Regions from separate parts of the Mus musculus genome. Here all the other regions are linked to region 3. A link is a contact called in public promoter capture Hi-C data. All regions are on one chromosome and are shown on one strand. Each heading gives the region's core, a stretch centred on a gene start, on an enhancer-like site or on the middle of the called end of the contact. The rest is flanking DNA. Distances are from core to core; before and after follow the strand shown.

Region 1 (4,398 bases), core at 1,305-3,804, 1.9 Mb after region 3:
GTCACCTAGCAAGGTGCCTAATGTTCTGCATGCCATTCCCAAGTATGGTAGTTTGATTAAGAATGGCCCATATAGCCTCATCGATTTGAGCCCTCAGAGAGAGTAGCACTATTTGAAAGGATTAGAAGGGTTAGAGGGTGTGGCCATGGAGAAAGTGTGTCAGTTGGAGGTGGTTTTAAGCTTTCAAAAGTCCATGCCAAGCCCAGTGATTCCCAATGGATCAGGAAGTAGTTCTCATCTACACCAGCACCATGTCTGCCTACAGGCTGCCATGCTTCCTGCCATGATGATAATGGACTGAACCTCTGAAAGTAGCCCCAAGTTCAAGGCCTTCTTTATGAGAGTTGCCTCAGTGATGGTGTCTCTTCCAAGCATTAGAACAGTGACTAAGTAGGATACCAAGAGGTTGCTTCTTCTCCTTCTGCCTCTTCTGGCTGTTATAGACTGTAATCATTTATCCTTACTTCTCCGGTCTGTAACGGGCCTTTCATTTAAATATGATATATGTGCATGCTTTGTCTGCATGTATATGTGTGCATTGTGTGTGTGCCTGGTGTCTATGGAGGTCAGAAGAGGATGTGGCATCCCTGGAACTAGAATTACTGAACCACCATGTGGGTCCTAGGAATGAAACCCAGATCCTTTGGAAGAGCAAAGTGCTCTTAACCATGGAGGATACATCTCTCCAGCCCCCAAAACTAAAATTCTTAAATGTATACAAGGGTCCTACTTAAAGATATGTGTATCTTAGGCTGGTGAGATGGTTCAGCGGTTAGAGCACTGACTGCTCTTCCAGAGGTCCTGAGTTGAATTCCCAGCAACCATATGGTAGCTCACAACCATCTGTAATGGGATCCGACACCCTTTTCTGGTGAGTCTGAAGACAGCAACAGTGTACACACATGAAATAAATAAATCTTTTAAAAAAGAGGCTGATATATATATACATATATATATATACACACACACATACACACACATACATATACACACAGACACATATATATACACACATACATATATACACATATACATATATATATACACACATATGTGTGTATGTGTATATATATATATATATATATATATATATATAATCTTGTTATTCCTACACTTACAGTGTAGTAAGCCATCTCTATGGATACATTTTTATTTTTAGAATTGATTTGATCCTATAGGAAAGTTGCAACAATAATACAGGCAAATTTCACAGACACATTTTCATATTTTACTGTTGTTTTCTCATCTCTGAAATCATATAGCTGTTCATATTAGCAAATCTGTCTTCAAGATTCAGTCTTGAAAGCCACTCCTGGAGTGTATCATCCAAAAAGTAAGAAAAAGGTTTAAGTTACCAACAAAGCAGGGGTATTAATATGTATGAGGCAAAGGATTTAATAACCCCCTCAAAAGCACTGCAGAAATTGTGAGAAAATTAGAGATTTGAGATTCTTTCTTAACAACTTGATTCTGGTAACTTGGGTTTCTTTCCTTGTCAGGACAGTCCTTTCCAGGTCCTTAGCAGGCTGTTGCTGGTTGGCTTGGCCCCTTCAGAAAAACCGACTTACCAAAAGCAAAGCAAAAAGAGACTAGAGATAGGACCCGATGAAAATGTGAAATTTGTTTAATCCCTGAATGAAAATAGTCCCCATGTATACAATCAATTACAGAGAACTAAACATTGTGTACATTAGGTCTTGTTACTGAATTAATTTAATTCTTTTTCAGTGTGCTAATATTAAGGTAACTTAAGGGAGGGTATTTTTATGTATTTGAGAGGTGCACACTGAGGTCTGCACTTCGCTTTCAGATAACTCAGTGAGAAGGACAGGGTTTGGGTACTGGGGGAGAAGTGAGCAAGAGAGAAAATGTAGCGACATGCCGATACACTGAATAGAAGCTATTCTTTCAATGTGTTAAAAAAAATTTAGGGGCTAGGGAGATGTCTCAGTCACCCATATAACAAATCATGAAGACTGGAATTCGCATCCCTAGTACCCATGTAAGTCTAGACAGGTAAGTTTCAGGTCCCACGGGGAATCCCAGCGTTCAGGAAGCAGAATTAGGGGATCTTTTGGGCAATATGGCTTCCTAGACTAGTCTAATCCAACGAACTCTGGGTTAAAATGATACCCTATCTCACTCAATAAGATTGGGAGCAATAGAAGAAGATTCCTATTCTTTCCACAGGAACCTGCATGCACACAAGCATGTCCCCCTCCCCCCAAATACAAACTAAAACAAAAACAAAAAACCCAGCCAGGGTTGGAAAGATCTTAAGAGCGCTAGCAGTCATGGGATCCATACAAACTCGCAGGCGCACAGTTCAATAATTCCAAATGTTTCTAAAACAAACAAAATAAGACACATTTTTTTTCTATTTTAATTCCTCCATCCTTTTCACTCCAGTTACCTTTCCTTAAATAAATAAATATAAATAAATAAATAAATAAATAAATAAATAAATAAATAAATAAATAAACGCGGAGAGATTTTTACCCCTCTACACGCCCCATAGCTAGGTGATTTCTATTGGCTGAGTGGTGTGACGTCATATTTCTGCGCCCCGGCGTTCCAACCTTGAGCGCGCGTTCGTGTTTCTAGCCTTTGGTGGCCGTCCCAGCCCTGGTTGTCATTCCCGATGGCTCAGAAGCCACTGCGTCTGTGAGTGACCTTGCATCGGTAGACTCAGGCACATAGGAGAAAGGGAGAGAGGCGGGCGGAGGAGTGGGGGGGTCTTTCTCCACACCGGAAGGGGAAGACGGAGGGGAGGTCGCAGGGCTGCTGGGAGCCGGAGTGGAGGCTTCCTGTTCTCGCCTCCCAGTTCATTTCGCCCTGGTGTCTTCAGAGTCTCTCTGGCAGAACTAAAAACTTGATGAGCCGGACTTCTTTTTCCTTAGGCCTAGTCTGCCTGGGACACACCATCTCCTTGTCGTTTCTCCCGGCGTCGCACGTATTGATTAGCCAAATACTTGCAGGCATGGGGTGCACGCATGGGTTTTGTCAGACAAGATGAGCATTGTCCTGTCCTCGCGTACTTTTGTTTGCGCGGTCGGTTAGCGAAGACATGACTTAATTTAGAAAGACTATTGTATTGAGCAGCGGACAAGCGTCGCACAAACCAGTTCCCGCCTTGATAGCTGATAGTCTAGACTAGAATAACACGTGTTAACGAATGCGGAAAATGTAGAGAAAGGGTTGATGGTTCTGGAGGGTATATAATAACGATATTTGGCTTAGTATAAGGAATTAAGGCTTTCATGAGAAAGTGAGGATTTTTTTTTTTTTTTGAAAGTGAGGATTTAACTCTGGCAAATATTATTGTATTTAACTCAGAGAAGACATTGAAACGTTTAAAAACTCCTTAGTGTGACCTAGTTTTTGTTATGGAAAGTGATCCTGCTTGAAAGTTGGGAAACAAATAAGAGCCGAAGTAGAAGGCAACAAGCATTAGGTAAAGCAATGTCAGAGAGAAAGTTCAGGAATGGATAGTCTGTTAAGCAGGTGGACTCACAGGGCCTGGTGATGTTTTGATGGTGAGAAACCTCCACTGTAAGGTCATAGATTTCTGTCTTCAGTCATTGGGATCAGAAAATGCTGAAAAGGGGCCCAGATCAGAGAGTGAATATGGATTGTACCTGTCAGGAATTGATAATCAACAGGGAACAAAAAGATGTTAGAGGCTCTCAAAGAATAAATTATACTGCATGATAGTTAGGACAGAATTTGTTCTGAAATGGTATATGGATTTCTGAGATTTTGAGAAAGTGGCTTTCTCAGCCCACCAGGAGGCTACAGAGACTCAGCCTTGATGGATGGAAAAGCCTTGAGGTTGAGCACAATGGGGCTCTTAGGAAAGAGAATTCCCTAGAGCCTAGCAGAGGCAGAGTGATCAATCTGCAGTTTGGGAGAGTTTAGTTAGGAAAACTTAGAGAAAGTACTGGGAAGACAGGCCAGAACCGGAGGAAAACTCTTTCTACAGGAAACGAGGCACTGTGTAATGTTTTTAGGAAGGAACATTAAACTGAAGCAGAGAAAGCACTATGGGGTCCATATAGTCTACCTTGCCTCCAAACCACATCAAGTAGGTTTCTCCGCCTCAGCCATTCCCTCTAAGTTGTTCAGATTTGTTTCCCTCCGTTCCTGCCTCTCCCTCATTTCCCATCCCGCTTCCCCACTTAGCTTGTCTTCAGACTTTAAGTTTCTCATCTGCTTTTCTCGTCCCTGTTTCCATTGGCCATTTCCTTGGTTAGCACTTTGATTGTAGTTTAACTGTTCCTCCAGACCGTCCTTTTCTGTTATTAGACGTATTGATGAAACATGTACAATCATATCCTTATGCTGCTTGAGACTGTTCAATGATAGGAACAATAAGAACAGAGAGATATACGACAATAG
Region 2 (4,731 bases), core at 1,904-4,403, 1.0 Mb before region 3:
GCCCTTTCTGGCTCTTTTTCCTTTTAATGGGACCTTCTTCTGTGGAAACCTAAAGGGAGAAAAAGAGTCATAAAGATGCAAAAGCATGAGAAGCCGAAACCTTAGCCATTCCCACACATATAGGGTCCTTATCTTTTCCTGTTATCCTAAACTCTCCCAAGCCACTCCCCGTTCTTTTCATGTCTGCTGCACTCCCAAGCCTAGCATCCAGGCACCAATGTTCCCTCTGCCCATGATCTGAGGAGCCTCCTTCATCTTCCCAACGCCTCTTATGTCTTATGTCCTTGTTTGTTGAGCAGGGTGGACACCAGGGTTCCCCAGTTGGGAAGCCATAGGTGTACATAGGTACACAGACGCTCATGTCAAATGCCAAAGCTTTTCCACAACAAGCCTGGTGGTTTTAACTAAATCTGTTACTTCCCTGAACCTTAGTTCCTCCGCATCAAGTCGTGACTTCTACTCTAAAATACACATGGAGAGATTCTGTAAAACTAAGGCCACCCACTCAGGTGGCAGTTTCTGTCTCTCTAGCACCTAGAAAGCAATCTGATCTGAGAATGTATTTCAACGCAGACTCTTTACTAGGACTGCAGCAACAGAGCTCAGGAATAAAGTACTTGCCCAACTTCAATCCCCAGCACCAACAACAAAGCAAAATTCACTATCCAGTACCCTTTTTTCCCATCCTTTTCAAGTGGCACAGACTCCCTAAGGACAAATTACAATAGCACTTCAACGTCAAATACTTAACGCCGTGCGCGTCAAAAGAAGCCTGAGGTGGTAGAGCCTCTTTAACAAGTTCAATTTCTAGAAGTGAAGTCAAAGAGAAACAAACTGGAAAATAACTGGTGCCAATGAGGCTCAGTCTTCCCAAAGATGCCAAACAGCACACCACTTACATCAAATAAGTTGTCTTGTTCAACCACCTGCTGGGAAGACTTCTCTGATTTGTGGAGTTTCCGTGTCCCCCCTCGGGGGAAGCTTTCCTCCAGGTTTGCCATGTTGGGGTCTTCTGCAGCTGATGGGAAGACAATGGTGAGCTCTAGCACTGATGGCTGGCTTCATAGAGCACATGATCAGCAGGCAAGAGAACCTTCTAGCAATGAACAAGATCCAAGAGTATGATTAAATAGTCCATATGCTGCTGTGTGGTGGTACACACCTTTAATCCCAGCACTACGGTGACAGGCCAAAAGGTCTGAGTTCGAGGCCAGCCTGGTCTATAGAGTAAGTTCCAAGACAGCTAGGGATGCATTAGAGAGAAACCCTGTCTCGAAACACCAAAAAAAAAAAAAAAAAAAAAAAAGGCATGTCAGGCTCCCATTTTTTTCATCTTTCCAATATTGTCTACCTCAAAACCACAAACTATACACTGTGCACGATCTTCCAGGAAATGCATTCTATGTAGCAAATGTTCATTTAGTGTTAATCATTGTAATTATGTGAGGTGTGTGTATATATATATAATTCCATACCGCCAAACATACATTATTTAGAAAACAAAATGTAGGTAAATTAAGGTAAGCCGGGCAGTGGTGGCGCACGCCTTTAATCCCAGCACTTGGGAGGCAGAGGCAGGCGGATTTTGAGTTCAAGGCCAGCCTGGTCTACAGAGTGAGTTCCAGGACAGCCAGGGCTATACAGAGAAACCCTGTCTCAGGGGGGAAAAAAGTAATTTAAGATACAAGTCAGATTATAATGCATAAACAAAAGAGAAGTGGCAGGATTCTGTAAAGATGAACACTTCATAAGAATGATGCTTTTGAGCTGTACATTAAATAAATAAAGAACCGGGTCTGGTGGTCCATGCCTTTAACTCCAGCACTTGGGAGGCAGAGGAAGGCCTATCTCTGTGAGTTTCAGACAAGACAGGACTCCATAATGAGACCCTGTCTCAAAAATAACTATAATAATAGTAAATAGAAATATGATGGTAGACAATGCTAAAAACAACAACAACAACAACAACAACAGAGAAACAAGAAAAAGTTTGCCAGGCGTGATGACACATGCCTTTAATCCCAGCACTTTGGGAGGCAGAGGCAGGCGGATTTCTGAGTTCGAGGCCAGCCTGGTCTACAAAGTGAGTTCCAGGACAGCCAGAGCTATACAGAGAAACTATGTCTCAAAAAAAAAAAAAAAAAAAGAAAGAAAGAAAGAAAGAAAAAGTTTATTTCTCAAAATACACCAACCAGTTGCCTGTCAAACAACTCTTCAAAGGCTTTCTAAAAAGCTGAATTATTCAATTAAGCTACAGGGAAAATAAAGCATGGTAACAACTTATATTTTAGAAAATAATTTGGCTCTTTGGTGAAAGATACTTAAAAAATTAATAGTTTGCGTTTACTTGGTACTTCAGAGCCATGGGGAACGTGACAAAATAATGGAGAATATTCCTCAGTCTACAGATTGGACAGAAGTGAAAGCCAGTGTAAGGATTTAAACGATGCACATCAGGGAAACCATGAGAACCAAGACGAGGTATAAATGAAGACGCAGGGCAGCCTGGTTGGTTCTGGGATACCTAGGAAGAAAACTTTAGTAGCCGAGTGAGACTGTGAAAGGGACGACGAACGAAAAATGTAAGGTTTGTTCTGTTATGGGTGCATGCTTCGTAGAAACAGTATAGCTCACAAGGTCTACTTCGCTGGGACTCTATAGTTCCCATTATAGACCCGATGAGACCGAGGCACCAAACAGTCTGGCGATCACGTAGAGAAGGCACTTAAGGTACCTGCAGAGGACAGCATGGCTTGCATGAACTGCTAGCTCCGAGGGGATTGAGGGAATAAGACCTCCCATCCCAAGCCAACTGTGCTTAGCACGAAACCCGGAGACCCAGGCCAGGAAGCCGAGGTGACAGGCATGAAGTCTCCTCCCTCCACGCCGAAGCTCCCGTGTCATCAGCCCCAAGGCTCCCACCGCCGCATACCTCACGGAGCGTCTCAACGCAATCGCACGCGCAGAACAGGGAGCCGACAGCTCCACGCGACTCGTCCACGAGCGTAGGTAAGACCAGGGCTACTTCCGTTCTGACGTCGGGTCTGACGCCGGCTGAAACGGGAAGTAGAAGGGCGGGACTTGGCGTTTATAGCCAATCCACGCCGAGGGCCGAGTCGTCGCGGCCTGTCGGTCGCGTGCGGGGAGGGGGCGTCTTCCGGTCGGGCCGAGCTCGTCGCTAGGTTTGTTGAAGGACATCGGCCGCCGAGTTTGGGGTTCGGACGAAGGTGGGTGAGAAAGCGCTCTTGGCTGCTCGGTCCGGTGATTGAGCTTTGTAGGGCCGACTAGAGTCTGGCCGTTTTTCCAGCCCCGGAACAGCGCGAGGTTTTCTTTTTGCGGGGAGACGCTGGGGAATGGGAAAGGCGCTGGAGAAAATGAGGGTCAGGGCCCCATGGCGGATCTAGGAAGCCTCAGCACCGCGAGTGACGAGCGCCCCAGGGCTCGCACGGTTAGCGGAGAGCCTTATGCCCCACTTCCCAGTGTGGATTGGGAGTGAGGCCGGTCGAGAGGGGAGCTCCCCAAGGTCATCCATCCAGTGGATGTTGAGAGAGGACTCTGGATTTTGACCCCATCTCTGGCAGAGTTCGTGTGTCTTGGCCTCTATGGCCATAGCGATTTGTTTCCTCCGAGCTGCGATCGGGAAACCAGGTCTCCTTTACCTGCGCCGTGGCCTTTGTCAAAACCAGAGTAAACGTGGAATGGCCCTGCGGTTCTCCAGGCCTGGGCTCTAAAAACGGATTAGATTTTGTATCCCAGCGGTTCTGAACCTGTGGATCATGATCGCTTTGACAAGCCTCTATCTCCAAAAATATTTATTTACATTACGAGACTCCTAGCCGTAGCAAAATTACAGCTGTGAAGGAGCAACGGAATAATTTTATTGGGGGAGGGGGAAGAGAGGTTTCACCACAACAGAAGGAAGGTCGCAGCATTAGGAAGGTTGAGAGTCACTGCCGTGTTTGATCAGTGCAAGGGTTTCCACAGAGGCTGTTTGCTGCTTGTGGTCCTTTGACTTTCATCTTCCTTATACCTGGTGATGGCACTACTCCAGATAGGTGCCCATAAGACGGGAATAGCTGTATCCAGGAGCCTGTTACAAAGCAAGGGCAGCTGCTCACCCCAAGACTTTAATGAAATGCCCATTTCACATGGAAAGGCTGGTGGTATTTAATAGTAGTTATTGGATTATTTAGAAACAGAAGCAAAACCTGTCAGCTTAGACTTTGTAGCAGGCTGCTGTTCAACAGTAGTACATTTTTTTAAAAAATACTAACTCACAGGCTCACAATTATTAGTCTTTGGTGATTTTTTTCCACTACCAAATGGCTCTAAGCTTGCACATGACTGCAAGGACAGGACATTTTAGTTTTATTTGTTCCTATTGCCAGGTGTGAATGGCTTGTCCCTCTAGTCCCAACACTGTTGGGCAGATCTCTGTAATTTCAAGGCCAGCCTAATCTATGTAGTGAGTACAGGCATCTGGGGCTACAGACTGAGATAAATAAAATAAAATAAAAATTCCATACAGGGCATTGTTAACAATATTAACTGTTAAAAAAGGTCATTGTCCTAAAACAATATGCAGTTTGTTGGAAGGTGCTTTAAGCCTTAATATCACCTTTGCTTGCCATGTGGTGGTGCCACACACATTTACTCCCAGAACGCAAGGCCAGCTTAGGTCTACAGAGTGAATTAATCCTGTCTCTCCATGACAGTGACGGCAAAGACATC
Region 3 (4,217 bases), core at 332-2,831:
TGTCTCTCCCAGATGATGAACAGTGCTGACCACAGATGTTGTAAAAAGTTGGAGGAAAAAGGATGGTTGATCCCAGAGCATGCCCCAAAAGTCATTCCCCCCTAGGCTGTTTTGCTGGACCTAGTATTACTGGGAAGCCTGCAATCAAACCTCGTATGGGGTTGCTGTCAAAAAGACAACTAATTCCTGCTCACTTCACTGCAAACCTGATTTGAGCATTTTCGGAAGCCCAGCACAAAACATTTTTCCTGACCCATTAAATGTTCAACTACATATATTCAATAGTTCTCAAACCACCTCTCACTTTTTCCTATCTCCATGAAAAACTCCAAAAAGCCTCACACAGACACAATTCCCGAAGCTGTAGCTGAGAATTCACCCAAGCACGCCTTAACTATCTCCTCCCCAAAAAAGATGCTAGAAACAAAATGAGGGGAAAAATTAAACTAGTCACAGGTTAGTTGACACTCCCATGACCCTTGAACCACACATATGAAGGACTGCAGGCAACCAAACCGCCAATGTCTATGACACACAACTCACTCCAAGACGGTCAGACAGAAGCCTCCACGAACTCCTTTCTCCACAGCCCTTTAGTCTCAAATCCTCTAATCCTCGCCTCACACCCTGACATTTCTAGGAAGCCGACTTTGAGAACATCTGGAAAGTCCACCATCTACCGACAGAAGGCGTTGTAGACGCAGGCGAGAGAGAAAAAACTCCTAAGGCTCTGAGCAAAGTTGCCTCCAGCAGTCCCTACCTCCCTCCAGACCAGAGGTCCCAGCACAGGCTTTAGAGATGGCGGGAGCGGCTGAGACACACCCAGTTCCCGGCAGTGCAACTCCGGCGCGGATACTAGATGCCCGACAGCCTGGGACAGGAGCCACGTGGACATCCCTTCCCCGCCCCCACGTGGACCCGCGCCCCGAGCTCCCCCCGCCCCCGCCGGCGAGCCCTACCCACGTGGGCGCCCGCGCCGCCTAGGGGGAGGGGGAGGCAGACAAGTTCTCCCGGGAAATCGTCCCCCCCACACCCCACGTGCTCCGAAAAAGGAACTACGGCGCCAAGCTGGTGAAGCTCCTCCGGCATCCTTAGGAAGAAGTCTTAGCCTTCAACTCCAATCCCGAGTCCCTGACGCCCCATCTAGGGCCACCTTTCTGACGCCCGACACTGTCCCTCTGGCGTGCCCAGGAATCGCCGCAGGGTCCCTGGCTCTGCTGCCATACCCTCCGCAGACAACTTCGGTCTTTTCAGCCCTACCCAACTCCCGCAGCATCGGCACGCAAGTGCTTCCTCCCTTTCCTGTGGCGTCCACGTGTCACCGCCCGGCACACGCCGCTTTGCTGCCAGCCGCGGGCCGCCGGCCACCCTCTCACCTGCTCCGCGGCGCTCACGGAGCCCCCGGTCCCATACGGCGCTTGGCTTCGACTCGCCCAACTGCCGCCACGCACTCCACCGCCAGGGTCAGGACCCGGGCCCCCAGTCGGAGGCGGCGCGACTCGGTCTCTCCGTCCCCGGCGCGCCGCCATCTTGGCCCCTGAACACCCAGCGCTGCTCTGATCGCCGGCGCCGCCTCGCCCAGCCGATTGTGGGAAAGGAACTACATCTCCCGAAGGACACTGCAAGACTACGAATCCCAGAAGACCATGCAGCGAACCACTTTGCAACCTGGAAAAAGATAAAGGCCCTGACCTCCCTCGAGGATTTCTGGGAATTGTAGTCTATGAAGGAAGATTAGCGGGTAGTGCTGTATGCGTATTGTAGGGCTCACTTTTGACCAAGCTGCTGAGTACGCAGTAGTAAGGAAAATATCACTTTATTTTTTGTTAAATTGCCCAGATGTTAGACCTCTTTGTTTGATGTTCTTCCTCCTGTACTTTCCTTCCACCTTACTTCAAGTCGACCGCTGTTTTCAAGCAGCACCCCCAAGTGGATACTCCCAGTCTAGACACTAACCCTCAGCTAATCTCATACTGCAGCACTAGTGCAAATGTTTCTATAAAAATACCGCATCTTCCATTCTTTCGCTACAGTTACTCAGAAAACTAGGTTGGTTTCTCTCTATCAAACTTCTTTACTCCAGAATTCCTTGCCATCCTTCAAGTGTTCTTCACCGAACAGTGGCGGCGCACTCCTTTAATCCCAGCACTTGGGAGGCAGAGGCGGCAGATCTCTGAGTTCCAGGACAGCCTGGTCTGCAGAGAGAGTTCCAGGACAGCCAGAGCTACACAGAGAAACCCTGTCTTGAAAAACAAACCAAGCCAAACAACCAAACAAAAAGTGTTCTCCTTCCCTTTGTTTCTCTGCATGGAACTTCTAACCTCAAAATAGCCTTCAAGTCATATTTAATGTAGGAAAGCTTTTCTGATTATCCCAGCCAACCACGATCCTTTTCTGTATTTTTACACTTCATTCCTATTTCTAATGTTCATTCATTCGTCATATTTTCAGTTTTTTAAAGCAACACTTATTATTACGAAACCTTAGATTATTGGAGGGGGTTAGAGAGAATGCTCAGTAATTGCGATTACTTGTTCTCTCAGAGTATCTAGCATCCCTTGTCAGGTAGCTCACGAACACCAATAACTCCAGCTCCAGGTGATCTTTAGATCAGATTTTCTTTGGGGGTGGGGGGAGGGTTATTTACGTATGCATGGCATACACATATATTTGATACATTTGATTGCCAATGAGATAGCTCAGCAGCTAAAGGAACTTTGCCACCAAGCCTGAATTACATTCCCAAAGTCCATTAGAAGATGTGGTGCGGGGCTGGAGAGATGGCTCAGCAGTTAAGAACACTGACTGCTCTTCCAAAGGTCCTGAGTTCAAATCCCAGGAAACACATGGTGGCTCACAACCATCTATAATATCTGATGCCCTCTTCCGAGGTGTCTGAAGACAGCTACAGTGTACTTACATATAACAAATAAATAATAAATCTTATAAAAAAAAAAAAAGATGTGGTGCAAGGGTTGAAAACTGACTCTCTAAAGATGCCTTTGGGCATCCACACGTGTGCACCCACCCTTGCAAACCCATAAACACAAAGTCAATAAACCTATAGGTCAAAAAAAATTTTTTTAAGATTTATTTATTTTATGTATGTGAATATACTGCCACTGTCTTCAGACACACCAGAAGAGGGCATTGGATCCCATTACAGATGGTTGTGAGCCACTATGTGGTTGCTGGGAGTTGAACTCAAAACCTCTGGAAGAGCAGTCAGAGCTCTTAACTGCTGAGCCATATCTCCAGCCCTGGAAAAAAAAAAAAAAAGAACCCAAATTATTTGAAATAGTCCAAAACTGGGGGCTGGAGAGATGGCTCAGCAGTTGAGAACACTAGCTGCACCCAACCATCCCTAGCTCCAGTTTCAGGGCATCTGCCACCCTCTTCAGTCCTTCACAAGCACTTCATAAAGGTAAAACATTTATACCTACAAAAAAAATAGTAAGGTAGAACTACTAAAAGAGATTCAACATCTACTTCTGGCCTCCAAACAAATAAAAAGCACACACATATCAAAATACATAGCAAGCTAGGTCTGGTGGCACATGACTGGAACACTGCATGGGGGTGGAGGTGGCAAGAGGATTGTGAGTATATTCAAGACCATGAGCCCATCAGATAGCTTAACCCATAGAAGAACCCAAGGGCCTGAATTCTTTCTCTGCAACCTACAAGGTAAAAAGAAAGAAAAGAACTGACTTCTTCAAATTGACTGTTCTCTCTCTCTCTCTCTCTCTGTCTCTCTGTCTGTCTCTCTCTGTCTCTCTCTCTCACACTCACAGACACACACTCACAAACAAATCATGCACACAAAAGCAATAAATAACGTGAAAGAAAGAAAAAAAATGTAAGAGTTCAAGACCAGCCGGGCAGTGGTGGCTCACACCTTTAATCCCAGCCCTCCGGAGGCAGAGGCAGGCAGATTTCTGAGTTTGAGGCCAGCCTGGTCTACAAAGTGAGTTCCAGGACAGCCAGGGCTACACAGAGAAGCCCTGTCTTGAAAAACAAAAACAAACAAACAAACAAACAAACAAAAAGAGTTCAAGAAAAGTCTCCACCATATAGAAAATCTAAAATTAACCAAGCCTATGTGAACCCTGTCTCAACAATAAAAAGAATAGCAACACATACTAGCCACTGTATTGGGGGGAAGGGAGGTTCTTTGAGATAGTGTCTCTGCTAAGCCTCGCCTTAGACGTGTAACA

The links. Promoter capture Hi-C pulls out the DNA fragments that hold promoters and counts their contacts.
Region 1: a promoter capture Hi-C map of liver shows a contact between it and region 3, with 3 times the contacts expected there. The contact joins the promoter of Cwf19l1 here to the promoter of Pprc1 in region 3. A contact is called at or near these places in 2 of 39 promoter capture datasets (liver and pre-B cells).
Region 2: a promoter capture Hi-C map of pre-B cells shows a contact between it and region 3, with 5 times the contacts expected there. The contact joins the promoter of Atp5md here to the promoter of Pprc1 in region 3. A contact is called at or near these places in 2 of 39 promoter capture datasets (cranial neural crest and pre-B cells) and 1 of 115 datasets of contacts at active chromatin or transcription factors (double positive thymocytes).

Annotation. Positions count from the first base shown.
Region 1 is chr19:44,134,032-44,138,429 of GRCm38.p6, reverse strand. Cwf19l1 (CWF19-like 1, cell cycle control (S. pombe)) reads left to right here and starts at 2,554. Exons shown (of 14, transcript NM_001081077.1): 1 at 2,554-2,664. The coding sequence starts at 2,642.
Region 2 is chr19:47,089,069-47,093,799 of GRCm38.p6, reverse strand. It overlaps Atp5md (ATP synthase membrane subunit DAPIT), which reads left to right and starts at 3,153. Exons shown (of 4, transcript NM_023211.5): 1 at 3,153-3,227. Pdcd11 (programmed cell death 11) reads right to left here and starts at 3,034. Exons shown (of 36, transcript NM_011053.2): 1 at 2,933-3,034; 2 at 900-1,018; 3 at 1-49. The coding sequence starts at 1,001.
Region 3 is chr19:46,053,903-46,058,119 of GRCm38.p6, reverse strand. It overlaps Pprc1 (peroxisome proliferative activated receptor, gamma, coactivator-related 1), which reads right to left and starts at 1,581. Exons shown (of 14, transcript NM_001081214.1): 1 at 1,377-1,581. The coding sequence starts at 1,529.